Linked DNA regions of Mus musculus: region 2 is linked to region 1. A link is a contact called in public promoter capture Hi-C data. All regions are on one chromosome and are shown on one strand. Each heading gives the region's core, a stretch centred on a gene start, on an enhancer-like site or on the middle of the called end of the contact. The rest is flanking DNA. Distances are from core to core; before and after follow the strand shown. Region 1 holds the start of Apc2 (APC regulator of WNT signaling pathway 2). Region 2 holds the start of Uqcr11 (ubiquinol-cytochrome c reductase, complex III subunit XI).

The links. Capture Hi-C pulls out chosen DNA fragments and counts their contacts.
Region 2: a promoter capture Hi-C map of adipose tissue shows a contact between it and region 1. The contact joins the promoter of Uqcr11 here to the promoter of Apc2 in region 1. A contact is called at or near these places in 6 of 39 promoter capture datasets (embryonic stem cells, hippocampal neurons, liver and 3 more), 6 of 484 Hi-C or Micro-C datasets (B cells, bone marrow-derived macrophages, natural killer cells and 1 more), 7 of 115 datasets of contacts at active chromatin or transcription factors (the SCID.adh cell line, T-cell acute lymphoblastic leukemia, effector CD8 T cells and 3 more) and 4 of 9 other capture datasets (adipose tissue, embryonic stem cells, liver and 1 more).

What each region holds. Positions count from the first base shown.
Region 1 is chr10:80,298,109-80,304,296 of GRCm38.p6, reverse strand. It overlaps Apc2 (APC regulator of WNT signaling pathway 2), which reads right to left and starts at 3,255. Exons shown (of 15, transcript NM_001372241.1): 1 at 2,982-3,255; 2 at 2,319-2,477; 3 at 2,070-2,160; 4 at 1,803-1,983. The coding sequence starts at 3,074. It overlaps Gm30682 (a long non-coding RNA gene), which reads left to right and starts at 5,970. Exons shown (of 3, transcript XR_871874.3): 1 at 5,970-6,188.
Region 2 is chr10:80,402,930-80,409,174 of GRCm38.p6, reverse strand. It overlaps Uqcr11 (ubiquinol-cytochrome c reductase, complex III subunit XI), which reads left to right and starts at 2,354. Exons shown (of 3, transcript NM_025650.2): 1 at 2,354-2,479; 2 at 4,889-5,039; 3 at 6,020-6,178. The coding sequence starts at 2,430. The coding sequence ends at 5,009.

The sequences.
Region 1 (6,188 bases), core at 2,006-4,505:
CCAGCCCTGACCACAAAGTGTAACCCCGTCCCAAACAAGGGTTTAGAGAAATGGCTTATCAGGTAAAGAAACTTGTGGCCAAGCCTGATGACCCAAGCTCCATCTTCAGAACCCACATGATGGAAAGAGAGAAAGTGACTTGTGCGGGTCGCCCTGGACCACATACAAATAAATATAATTGTTAATAAATGTAATTGGAGCCGGGTGTGGTGGCCCACGCCTTTAATCCCAGCACTCGGGAGGCAGAGGCAGGCAGATTTCTGAGTTCGAGGCCAGCCTGGTCTACAGAGTGAGTTCCAGGACAGCCAGGGCTATACAAAGGAACCCTGTCTCGAAAACAAACAAATAAACAAACAAATGTAATCGGAAAAAGCTAGAAGCGGCAATCTAGGGGATGTGTGCCTGCCATCTTAGCACTGTGGGAGAACTTGACCAGCCTTGGCTACTTGGCAAATTTGAGGGCTACTTGAAAGCCTTGACTGAAAAAAAAAAAAAAAAAAGATAAAATAGCCTGGCCTGGCGGTGGTGGCACCTGTAATCTCAGCACTCGGGAGCCTGAGGCCGACGACAGATCTCTGAGTTTGAGGCCATCTTGGTCTACAGGACAGCCAGAGCTACGCAGAGAAACCCTATCTTGAAAAATAAACAAATAACCAGCTAAAAAGGAAAGAACAGGAGATCCTAGGAAGACCCGAGAAGTGCTCCAGCACCTGTCATGTCCAGTGTACACACCAGGGGTCAGGCTCAAGAGTCCCTCTTCATTTACCCTGTCACCCCGGCAGGCACTGAGGAGGCTGAGGCAGAAGACTGACCAGCCTGGACTGCTGGACTGTACGCTGAGACCTCTTTCTTTCTTTCTTTCTTTCTTTCTTTCTTTCTTTCTTTCTTTCTTTCTTTCTCTCTTTCTCTCTTTCTCTCTCCTCTCTCTCTCTTTCCTTATTCCTTTCTTTTTAAAGATTTATTTATTTATTATATATAAGTATACTGTAGTTGTCTTGATACACACCAGAAGAGGGCATTAGATCTTATGTGGTTTCTGGGATTTGGACTCAGGACCTCTGAAAAAGCAGTCAGTGCTCTTAACCGCTGAGCCATCTCCCCAGTACAAGACCCCTTTCTTTAAATTTTTTGTTTAAATAGGCTAAGTTATCGGAGTGGGCAAAGGTATTTGTCGGCAACCTAAGAACCCTGAGTTTGACTCCCGGGATTTCCTGGTGTTCTCTGACTTCCACACATGTGCTATGGTGTCCCCAAAGAAATAAATGTGGTCAGGGATCCAGAAAGGAAAAACAATACCAATTAACAAAGTTCTATTTCCATTTTACAGAGCATTCATCTGAGAAGTTGCGCCGCAGAGCGGACTTAAACTGTTTGTCAAGTGACCTCGTGCAACCCAGAGGGGCCGAGCTGGGTTGCCCCCTTTGGTGCTGCCCCCTCCACTGGCCCTGGGCCCAGAATTTTTGGGCTTCTGTCCTTCTATCAACAAAGGCCTCCTTGAGGATCTCTGGCGTCAGGCCTGTTTCTGAGCCCTGACTTTGGATACGGCTCTGTCCCTAGGGACGCCTGTATGTCTCGGCCCCGGAGATGGGGGTGGAGGCTCTTCTCTCCCAGGAGCCTTTCCCCTTGCCAGGAATGTCCTCATATCCTCTGTCCACCAGTTGGGGTCAGCCAGACAGGGATAGAGTGGAGATGAGTGAAAGAGCCTGGAGGTGGGTGTGGCTGGTTGGGGGCGGGGTCATTGCCAGCGACCCAATCCGAGGGCAGAGGTCCCTGGGGGCAGGTCCTTTCCCACGCCCTCTCACCTCTCCTGGTCCAGTTCTTCCAGCAGGCGGATGGTGGCCCGGCTCAGCTCTCCAAAGCTGTCCTTGGATGGTCCAGAGCCGTGCACTGGGCTTCCCTCTGGAGTCCGGGCGGCAGGCTCCGGGCCCAGGGCTGGAGCATGAAACTTGAGGTTGTACAGGCTACTGATGTCAGTCTGAAGAGCTGGAGGGAGGGAGGCACTGGTGAAGGTCAGTGACCTGCTCTTGCTATATCCCTGCTGGCCATGGGCCGTTCTGGAAGTCACTCACCTTTCAGTTGCTCTAACACTTCTGTCTGCCCGGAAGACACGAGCACTCTCGCCTCCTGCTCCAGCTTGCCCTGGAGGTGTTTCAGGACCTCCTGCGGGCATGGTAGGGAATAGGTCTGTGAGCATCAGGGCTGCCTGGACACACAGACATCTGTCACCCTGGCAGTCCACATGCCTTGAGGACCCCTCCCAAGACATCGGTGCTTTCGTGTCTGTCTTTCTGACCCATGCCCTCCATGCAGGCTCTCACCTTCATTCCAGAAGTCTCTGTCTCAAGCTTGGAGAGATGGCTAGAGTTATCCCTCAGCTCCTGCCTTAAGTGAGTGTTCTCGGCCTTCAGGGCCTCCACCTGGCGCACCAGCTGCTCATATGAGGCCATGGAGCTGGTCATTTTCAACTCCTGCAGTGCCTGGGGGTAAGGGGTCACAACAGTGGGTGCTGGTCATCGGCTCCCTCTCAGAAAGTCCTGGAGCAGAGCCCAGCCCTCCCACCCATCCTGGGTGTGCCCTCGAGGCAGGAATAGTGTCAACCAGTCACCTGGGAACCAGCATTTGAGAGAGACATAGAAACAGGAGGAATTGAACCTGGGAGGCTATTTGATGTGTATAAGGCTAACTGATGGGTGGACAGACAGAAAGACTCTATGATACCTGTACTGACAGCCAGAGAGACACACAGACATCTGTCACCCTGGCAGTCTAAGTCAGCAGGGCCACCTGGAGGCCACCAGGCTCACAGACTGACACAGGAGAAGCTGACTGCAGACAGACAGACAGACAGACAGACAGGAGGGCAGACACACTGGGAAGGAGGGGTCACTAGATAGCCCAGAACACCCTGAAGGCCGAGCAGCCTTGGCTAAGAGAGTGATGGGCAAGAGGAAGGGAGGGCGATGCAGAAGACCCCGACTCACCACAATCCTCCCAGGTGTTTGTGTCCTGGGCCGGGACCCCCTGTGGCCCCACATCCCTCCACTCACGCAAGGGTCCCCAGTGGCTCTGTTCATGGCTCAGCAACCTCCAGCCTGGATACCATGCCTCCCTCAGCTCCGTCACAGCCCCATTCTTTGTGCTTCTGTCTGTCTTTTCTTTCTCTCTCTGTCCGGCCTCCTCCCTCTGTCCAGTTGGCCAGCACCTTCTCCCCCAGCTTGGCTCTCCCTCCAAGGCTATCCTGAGACCTCCACGACTGATCCTCCTTCCGTCTTTGTTCCCTTCCGTCTATGGAAGCCCCCTCCCTCCGCCTTTGTCTGAGGTCCACCAATAGCATCCTCTCGTCCTGAGGCACGGTGGAGTGCGTAACACCATCTCATCCTCTCGGCTGCTCCCTCCTCAGGAGCTTCCTCTCCTTGCCAGCCTTGAGGCTTCATCCCAAACCAACCACACCCCCTCCCCTGCTTAGGTGACACCTGCTCCCCCCACCCCCAACACACATAACCTAATGCTCTTTTTTTCCCTTCTTCTCTGGAAAGCCCCGCCTACCCTGATGTCACCCAGGACATGGGTAGAGGGAAGCAGTGAGTGTCTAGGGTCTCAGCCCCTCATCATTCCATCCCCTCAGAGGACCTGCTGTGGACCTAGCCATGCCTTCTGCTCTCTTCCTAAAACAGCTGTTCCCCCAAAAGGGAAACTGAGGTCCAGGGCTGAGGGGTGGGAAAGAAGAGGGGGAGGAGGAAAGACAGACATAATCAAAATCCAGACCCTGGGATGCTCAGAAGTCCAGGCAGTTAGGCAGGCATGGTGGCGCTCACCCATTGTTTCAGCACTCAGAAGGTGGTGGTAGGAAGATCAAGAATTCAAGCCTAGCTTAGGCTACATATTGGGTTCATGACTAGCCTGGGCTACATATGGCTCTGTCTCAAAAGACCAAAAATTAATACAAACAAAGCAGTCCCCTCTCCACGCCTTCTGCATCCACCTGAAGGGTGAGGAAAATCCTGGCCGGTCCAAGGGCTGACAGAAGGTCCCAAGGGAGACCTACTCATGCTTGTCTTTGGGTAGGATGTTAATCCTACCCAAACCAAATTCGGGGTATCCCAGCTAGGAACAAGGCTCATATCTAATCTAAGCCCTGGTTGGAGCTGAAGTCACCCATGCCCTGCCCAGCCAAAAGAAACAGATGAGGCTCGGCAGGTACGGACATCCATCCCCACATGCCAACCTGTGCCGACGTTCTCAGTCCACATTTGATGCCCTTCTTTAATGTACCCTGTTGTTCGGAATCCACAGGGCTACCAGCCCTCTAGGCTGGGTGCATTCGCATTCGATTCTGCACCCCTCTCACCAGGCCACTCCTCCATCCTCTCCTTGCCTGCTATATACTGAAGTCACACTCCCCTCCAAAAGACGCCATCCTTGCACTATGGCTCCTGATGCCCTCGGGATAAGCCTTGACCCCCACAGGCACACTGGAATTCGCTGGGGACAGAGATGCACTCACTTGTCCTTAGGTTTGCACACGAGGCCACCTTTGACTCCGGTAGCCCCACAACCTACATCGTCCTACAGAAAGAGCCGCCTCCATCCCCAGCCCCAAGCTTCCATCAAGAAGCCACCTCGGCAGATGACAGGAAAACAGCAATAAAGGAATGTGGGTTTACGGAGCGATTCAGAGGAGGGAGGCACAACACCCAGAGGTGTGCATCTCTGACTTCCTGTCATCCCGTTCCCTCTACAGAGTAGAGAGGAAAAGACTCAGACCAGAGCACACAGCAATTCCCCTGGGGCGCACAGCATCCTTCTCTCTTCCATTCCTTATGCACCATCTCCCAAGAATCCGGTGTGGGAACCGTGAATGTGTGTGTGTGTGTGTGTGTGTGTGTGTGTAGGACCAGCCGCAGCGCCTCATCCGGACTCAGTTTCCCCTCAGCTCCTATTCTGCCTTGGAGTCCGTACTGACAGGGCGCGGCAGGTCGCGCCCCTGCCCTCCACCCAAGGGAAGACGCACGGCTTACTTGCGTCTGGGGTAGCTGTAAAGCCCAGGGCCTTCTCCCTCCTCTTGGCTAGGCCTACAAGCCAGACCTGGGGTGTCTAGGTCTCCGGGGGTCTCGGCAGCACAGGCAGAGGGGGTTGTTCCAGAGGGACAAAGCCGCATCCCGGCCTAGCCAGGCGGCGCTGCCGCTCCGGCGCTGGGCGAGACCACTGCAAGCGAGCAGGGGAGGATGCGGGATGCAGGGGCCTGGGCCAATGGCGGCGCGGGAAGACGAGCTGGTGCTATGGCGACAGCCAATAGCAACCCGGGGCAGGGACCCGTGCTGACCGTGGAGCATCGGGCCTCTGCTGGAGCTTAGGGGCCGATGGGGGTGAGGGTGGGGGACAGTGGGATTGGCAAACTCCTTACCAAGGGGGAAAGGAGGTGCCCCGAGGACTAAGACTCCAAGCAAAACATCAAACTGATAAATATTACACCAAAGTCTTGGGGAAGGGGACCACTCAATCCACCTGCCAGGCGTGGAAGTGTCAAGACAGGAAGGGCTGGGAGCAAGCAAAGCCAAGAATGCCCTGAGGTCCCAAGTAATCTGGGACTTGGAAGGTTGGGAGATGGGCAGGCACTCGGGGAGAGATTGGCAACCTCTTCCCATCTTTCTCCAAGTACCAGGGTCTGCCATTTCCTGTGACAGTTCCTCTCTGTCTCTGTCCCTGTTTCTATGTCCCCTTCAGTCTCTCTCCAGCTTCAGCTCCATGATAGGCAGAAGGTTCTTGAAGGTGCTTAACCTTCAGAGCCTGGAGCTGGAGAGATGGCTCAGTGGTTAACAGTGCACATTCCTCTCCATTGGACACAAGTTCGGATACCAACAGCCAGGTCTAGTGGCTCACAGCCGCCTGGAACTCCGGTTCCAGGGGATCCCACACTTCTAGTGAGTGCCTGCATGCGCATGCATGTGCGCACACACACACACACACACACACACACACACACACACACACACAGAGAGAGAGAGAGAGAGAGAGAGAGAGAGAGAGAGAGAGAGAGTCCCCTGGCTGCCAGCCCCACTCACAGGACACAAAGGTTGTTGGTGCGGGAGAGGCAGCTATGTGGCCTAATGTGGTATTTTCCTATCCGGGGGACCCAGAAAAGTCATAGAGTTCCTGCTCCTCTGTGGACGTGAAGGTGTTACAGGCTG
Region 2 (6,245 bases), core at 1,105-3,604, 110 kb before region 1:
TGTAGGATTCCTAGGGGATGCTGGTCTTGGGTCTGCACTGGAATCCTGAAGAACAGGGTTCTGACACCAGTGAGGGCAAGCAGGCAAAAAGCAAAAGCATTCTCCTTCCATGCCCTCTTATGTGGGCTACCACCGGAAGGTGTGGCCCAGGTTTAGGGGGTCCCAGCACAAGCGTCCCCTACAGGTGTGCCCAGCAGGTTGGGTGAGTTGATTCCAGCTGTAAAGCTGGGTCAGCAGACACATCACACAAGCCTATGCTCCCACAGCTGCCTCCTACATTCTCATCTGTACACTGGTCCTTGGGTCCCCTCCCAAGTATTGTCCCCTTGTTTCAGATCCCAGTGGCATCCTAGTCTCTTGGTAGGATAATGGTGAGACCACCAGGACACACCACAACACTGTTCATGCCTGTTCCATGCTGACCTCTGTCCCCACAAGTTACACTTCCTGAAACACCTCAAAAGCCTCTAGTGAGGAAGATTTTGTTCGGAACCATGGTAACGCCTTGTTATGGCAAATAATCTGTTTACCACTTTGGCTCGGGAACCTGCCACTTCTGGAAGCCATGGGAGGAACAGCTGGAATGAATACAAGACTGCCTTGCCTTATCTCTGCTTTAGTGGCAAACAGGCAGGAGAGTGTGGGATCACCCAGACTTCAGGCTTTTGGGAAGCAATTGACCTGTCTTGGGCCCAAGTGGCTGTGAGTCCCTATGCCCGGGGGTGCATGGCCACCCTCTGACAGTCTCCATCTCCCTGATCTAGACTTACAGAAGTGTAGCTACATCTCTATGAAGTTGGGTCCTCAGGCAACTTACCACTGAGGCCCTCTGCCTTATGACCTTTTTTAAGGTTGCACTGTGTGTGTTTGGCCTGTAGCTTGCCATGCTGGCAAGGCTGGTATTAACTCAGCTCCAGGTCTGTCAGTCTCCCCAGTCCTAAGCATTAAACACGTGGCCACCATACCCAGCTTTGCTTTTTTTAAAGTTTATGGGATGTTTTGTCTGTATATTTATCTGTGCACCACGTGTGTGCAGGCTCTGATGTCAAAAGAGGGCATCAGATCTCCCAGAAATGGAGCTACAAGGGGCTGGGTGCTGCCATGTGGGTGCTGGAAACCAAACCCAACATGAATGAACAGGCAGTGCTCCTAGCCGTACCTGAGACAGGCTTTTGGCTGAACCTGGAGGTGACCAGAGTAGTTCAGCCTTTGGATCCCGTGTCTGTCATCCTATGTTGACAGGGGTTACAAGTGTGGGCCACCACACATGGTTTATGTGGTCCTCATGCTATATGACACACACTTTACCCACTGAACTGTCTCTTCAGCCTGATATCCTTTTGTGTCAACCAGAGGACATGGTCTCCTGAGGGCAAAGAATTTTCCTTGCTCCACAATCCTAAGGGCATGGAACCCCCAACCTAGTAATAAGGCCCGCCCCTGATGTAGCAACTCTGTGGTCTGGTTCTTGGCTAAGGTCAGTGGCATAACTGAACCTACATACATTGGGCCTGTGGGGTCCAGGGCTCCGCAGACACCCATATGCCAGTCGCTGACCATTCAAAAGTGAGGCTGAAGTAACAAGGGACAGACCTTCTATCTAGGCTCCTTCCGGAGGGATGTGTATCTGAGGATGTGCCCGCCTTCTTTCTGCCAGTCAGGGGTGCAGTTAGTGGGTTAGCTGAGTAGTTAAAATGTGCCTGTTCTGGGAGATCAGGCAAAGCAGGGACTTAAGCAGAGAGGGTAACCAATGAGAGTCAGCCTGTGCACCAAAGGTGTCCCATTGCAAAAATCCAAGCAAATGGAGGTTAAGAGGGCACTTGCCATTTGACTGGAGTCCCTCAGCGACTCACCGACAACTTCAAATGTATTCAAAGGTGTGGCCCAACTCGAGCCTTTCCCCTTCAGGGTCTGTGCTCAAGTTCCTCTGGTTTAAATTGATCAAAGATAGGGCTGTGGCTCAGTGGGACGAACGCTCCTCTAGCGTGTCCAAGGCTCTGGGGTCCAGTCCCAGCACTCCCTGTCTACCCCAGGCTTACACTTTAGGAGGTGGAGGCAGGAGTCTGAGGAATTCACGGCCAGCCCTGAATATAGGAGACCCCCATATCAAAAACACCTAAGTATGTGTATTATTAAAGTTATTATCAGATTAGTACTACGTGGTCAAAGTCACACACACTCTCCCCACCCCATCCCCGGTGTTCCAGTGTGCATGGAGCTACTGCTGGGATCCACTGCAACCACAGAACCAGGACAGAAGCGGATCAGTAACGTCTTTCTCTCCTCCCCGGAAGTAGATGTCAATGTCTTCGGCGCCACCCCCGGAAAAGGTGGAGCGATCGCCTTCACGCATGCGCTATACGTCTGCACATGCGTAGTGCTCCAGGGCAGCGGAACGGGGTGACCCTGAGTATTGAGACCCTGCAGCGATGCTGAGCAGGTTTCTAGGCCCGCGCTACCGGGAACTGGCCAGAAACTGGTGAGGAGGTCACCCGCCATTCCACCGTGTGCTCTGGGGACTGGGGAAACCTGAGGCTGTAACAGGCAGAGTATTGCGGGACACAGTGCAGGTGGAAGCTCCGAGGTTAAGCTGCAATCGCCTTCGTTCGGTGTCTGAGGTGCTCCAAGCCTGGGTTTCCCCAGCTTGACCTGGGTAGCCTTGTGTGCGGCTCTGGGTGGGTACCCTGGACTCCTACGGCTCGGAACTCCGACGTGCAGCCTGGCGACTTGCAGCCTTTGGCTTTGATTTTGCAGTCTTTCGTGTACTTCGTTTTTTCGTTTAAACAGTGTTTTTGTAACCCCAAGTTGGTCTGGAACTCCCACCAATCATCCTGCCTCACACTTCTTGAACGCTAGAATAGCGGGCACCCACCCTCACCTGAATGTTTTCTTTGCATGCGTGTCTGTGTACCGTATACGTGCCCAGTATCCAGGTAGGCGAGAAGAGGCCATCGGCTCCCCTGGTACTAGAGCTAGAAATGGTTATGAAGCATGTGGGTGCTGGAAATTGAACCTGGGATCTCTGGGAAAAGGGCCATCTTCTCCAGTTTAATTTTTATTAATAGTTTATTTCCAATTATATGTATATGTGTGGGTTTGTGTGCGTGTAGTACATAGAACCGGTACTACACGCACAGGTGCCGGAAGTCTCCAGAAGATGGTGCTCAGGGTCCATCCACAGCGCCACACAGGGGTTGTCACAGCACTGGGGGTAGAGGGGTGGGGTGGTGGCAGGCAAGAGCCAGGAGTTTATGGCCATCCTCTGATACATAGTGAATTCCAGGTCGGGGTAGGGTACATTGAACCCTGTCTCCATGAATGATGAATGAATGAGTATAGCTATACCATGACTGACCCTTCTGGGTAGGCTGTATGGTATTAGTGGCCGCAGCGGAGGGTGGCATGGATCAGACAGAAGACACCTGCTGGGAGGCCAGGGAGAGGGCTCACCTGTGGGAGATTCCGTTTGTGTGTGAGGCTTGGAGGTGACACTCTGGGTGTCTTAGCAGGGGACAGAGGAGGTAAGGTTCTGGCACTGTTGCTCAGTGGCTGGTATCTTGGTGCTCTGTGTAGTTCAGATTCATGGGCTGTCTACAAACTGTCCACATGGTCCCACTGGGCATAACCAAACAGAGCAGTATCCACATGGTCCCACTGGGCATAACCAAACAGAGCAGCGGATGAACTTTGCCCCCAGTAGCCTGGTCCTGCTGCCCAGGGAAGGGTCTTCTGATGAATCAGCCCCAACTCCCACTCACCTGAGACAAGAATCTCACTGACATCCAGTCCTCGGAAGCCAAGTGCCAGCTGTCACGGTCACATATGCGATGTAACAGGAGTTTACAAGTTTACCACAGTATGTTGCCCATCGTGATAGTGCATGCCTGTAATCCAAAGGCTTGGGAGGCTGAGGCAGGAGGATCACAGGTTCTAGGTGTGCTTAAGTTGCATATTGAGTCTTGTCTCAAAAAACTCTAGGCAAAAAGTAATAATGGCTGTGCTGAGAGTCAAGGACTCAGGCACAGCTCGGCCAAGCTCAGCCAGGCTCAGTTCCCAACCCGTGCCTCGAGCACTCTCCTAGTTTTACTTTCATGTAGGTCTCATGGAACCGGGGCAGGCTTCTAACTCTCTCTGTGACCAGAGATAGCCTTGAACTCATGAACGCACCTGGTTCATGTGCTTGGGATGGAAGCCAGGGCTTCCTGTGTGTCAGGCAAGCTCTCTATCCACTGAGCAACAGCCACAGCCTCCCCTCCACCCTGGTTTTTATGTCATGTATGTGTGTGTGTTGTATTTTATATGTCATGTCTGTGTGTTTGTTGGCACCAGTGCCAGCCACAGTATGTGCATGGAAGTCAGACAGCAGCTTGAAAGTGTGGGTTCCCTACGACCTGGGTTCCAGTGACCATGACAGGCTTGGTAGCAGGGGGCCTTTTCCCTCTGAGCTGGCCTCAAACTCCGAGAGAGTGCTGGGGTTAGGGTTATAGTGTGAGCACTGTGCCTGGTGACCACGTTTTTATTTTTCAAGTAGGATCTCAGTCTGTAGCTTGGGCTGGTTTTGTCTGTAGTTGTTGTTTTGAGACAAGTTTCTCTGTGTAGTCCTAGCTGTCTTGAACTCAGACATCCTCCTCCTGCCTCTGCCTCTCAAGTGCTGGGGTTAAAGGTGAGTGCTAGCCTGCCTGGCCTGTGAATCTGGTTTTGAACTCAAAGCAGCCCTCCTGTCTCAGCCTCCCAAGTCTGGTGGTGGGGGTTATGCAGGACCTCCTGCCCTGCAAAGTCGAGGGAATATTGTGGGCCCTTGACTGACATCAGCATGGGATATGATGGGAGAAGGTTCTCAAAGGCTAAGTTACCAGCAGAGTCTAACAGCCTCACTCTTTCCTACCAGGATTCCCACAGCCGGCATGTGGGGCACTGTGGGTGCCGTGGGACTGGTGTGGGCCACGGACTGGCGGCTGATCCTGGACTGGGTGCCTTACATCAACGGCAAGTTTAAGAAGGACGATTAGGCAGCCCCTCCCCCACCACAGGCCTCGATGGTGAGTCTGAGTGTTGGCCTGACTTCTATGGATTGGGAGTTCTGGGGTGGCCTGGACCTTAAGCAGGAATTCCTTTTGTCCCTTGCCATCATCTCTTTTGTTCCTTGTATCTCTTGGAATACATTGCATGCTGAGGGCATGCAACACTGTGTCCCCATCAAACCACACCAAACTGGCTATTTTGCTAATGTTGGTAGCTTGTTGCCCAGAGTACAGTCCTATTTAGACCACCTGACTTGTGTATATGTGTGTATGTGCAAGTATGTATGTGCACATGCACACATAGGGAGGCCAGAGACTGAGATGGGAGCTTTCCTCTGTCTCTACTATCTATCACCTTTAATCAGAGTCTCTCACTGAACCAGAAATGTGCCACTTTGGCTTGGTCCTGGCTAGCCAGCACCTTCCCAGGGTCAGCCTGTCTCTTGCGGCCTTGTCCCTAAAGTGCTGGGACTATAAGTATATATAGCCATGCTTAGCTTTGATGTACTACTGGAGATTTGAACTCAGTTCCTGGTCCTTTCACAGCAGGCTCTTACTGGCCATCTCTCTAGCTTGTCCACTTTGTGTTTTAAGGTTCATGTTTGTGTGTGTGTTTGGGGGCTGTACCTGCAGTGCTCACAGAGGCCACAAGGGGGCATCTGACCTGAAGTCTGGTGGTTATGAGCTGCTGTGTGTGGTTGCTGGGAACTGGACCCAGGTCACCTCTCCAGATCCATCCATACAGGTCTCTTGTTGAACTGGAGCTCCTGGATTAGGTAGACTGGCCAGTGAGCCTCCTGACTTTTTGCATGTCTGCTGGGGGGTGGATGGAACTCATTTCCTACCTACTTATTGCTCCTCCAACCCTCTCACTCCATCTTATAGACAAGGGCCTTGTAGTGTGACACTGCTGGCATCACTCCCAGAGCTCAGAGGCCCTGGGCTGCCCGAGCTGGTTCAGTGTGCTTAGCTTACTCACCCTTTGTCCCCTCCCCCAGGTACCATGTGCCGAGGCCTCAGACACAGCGTAGTCCTGTGGAAGACACTGAGGAAGCTGGACACTGGAGAGGTCTGCACCGCTCAGGGAGCTTCCATGTTGACAGACACTAGGGCTGCCTTGATGGGTGCAGCATTAAACCTTATTCTTATGCCTTGGACGCCTGGCTCCTTCCTCATCATCTTCCTCAAGGCTTTCCGTGCTCAAGGGAAATTCGTCTCAGCCCC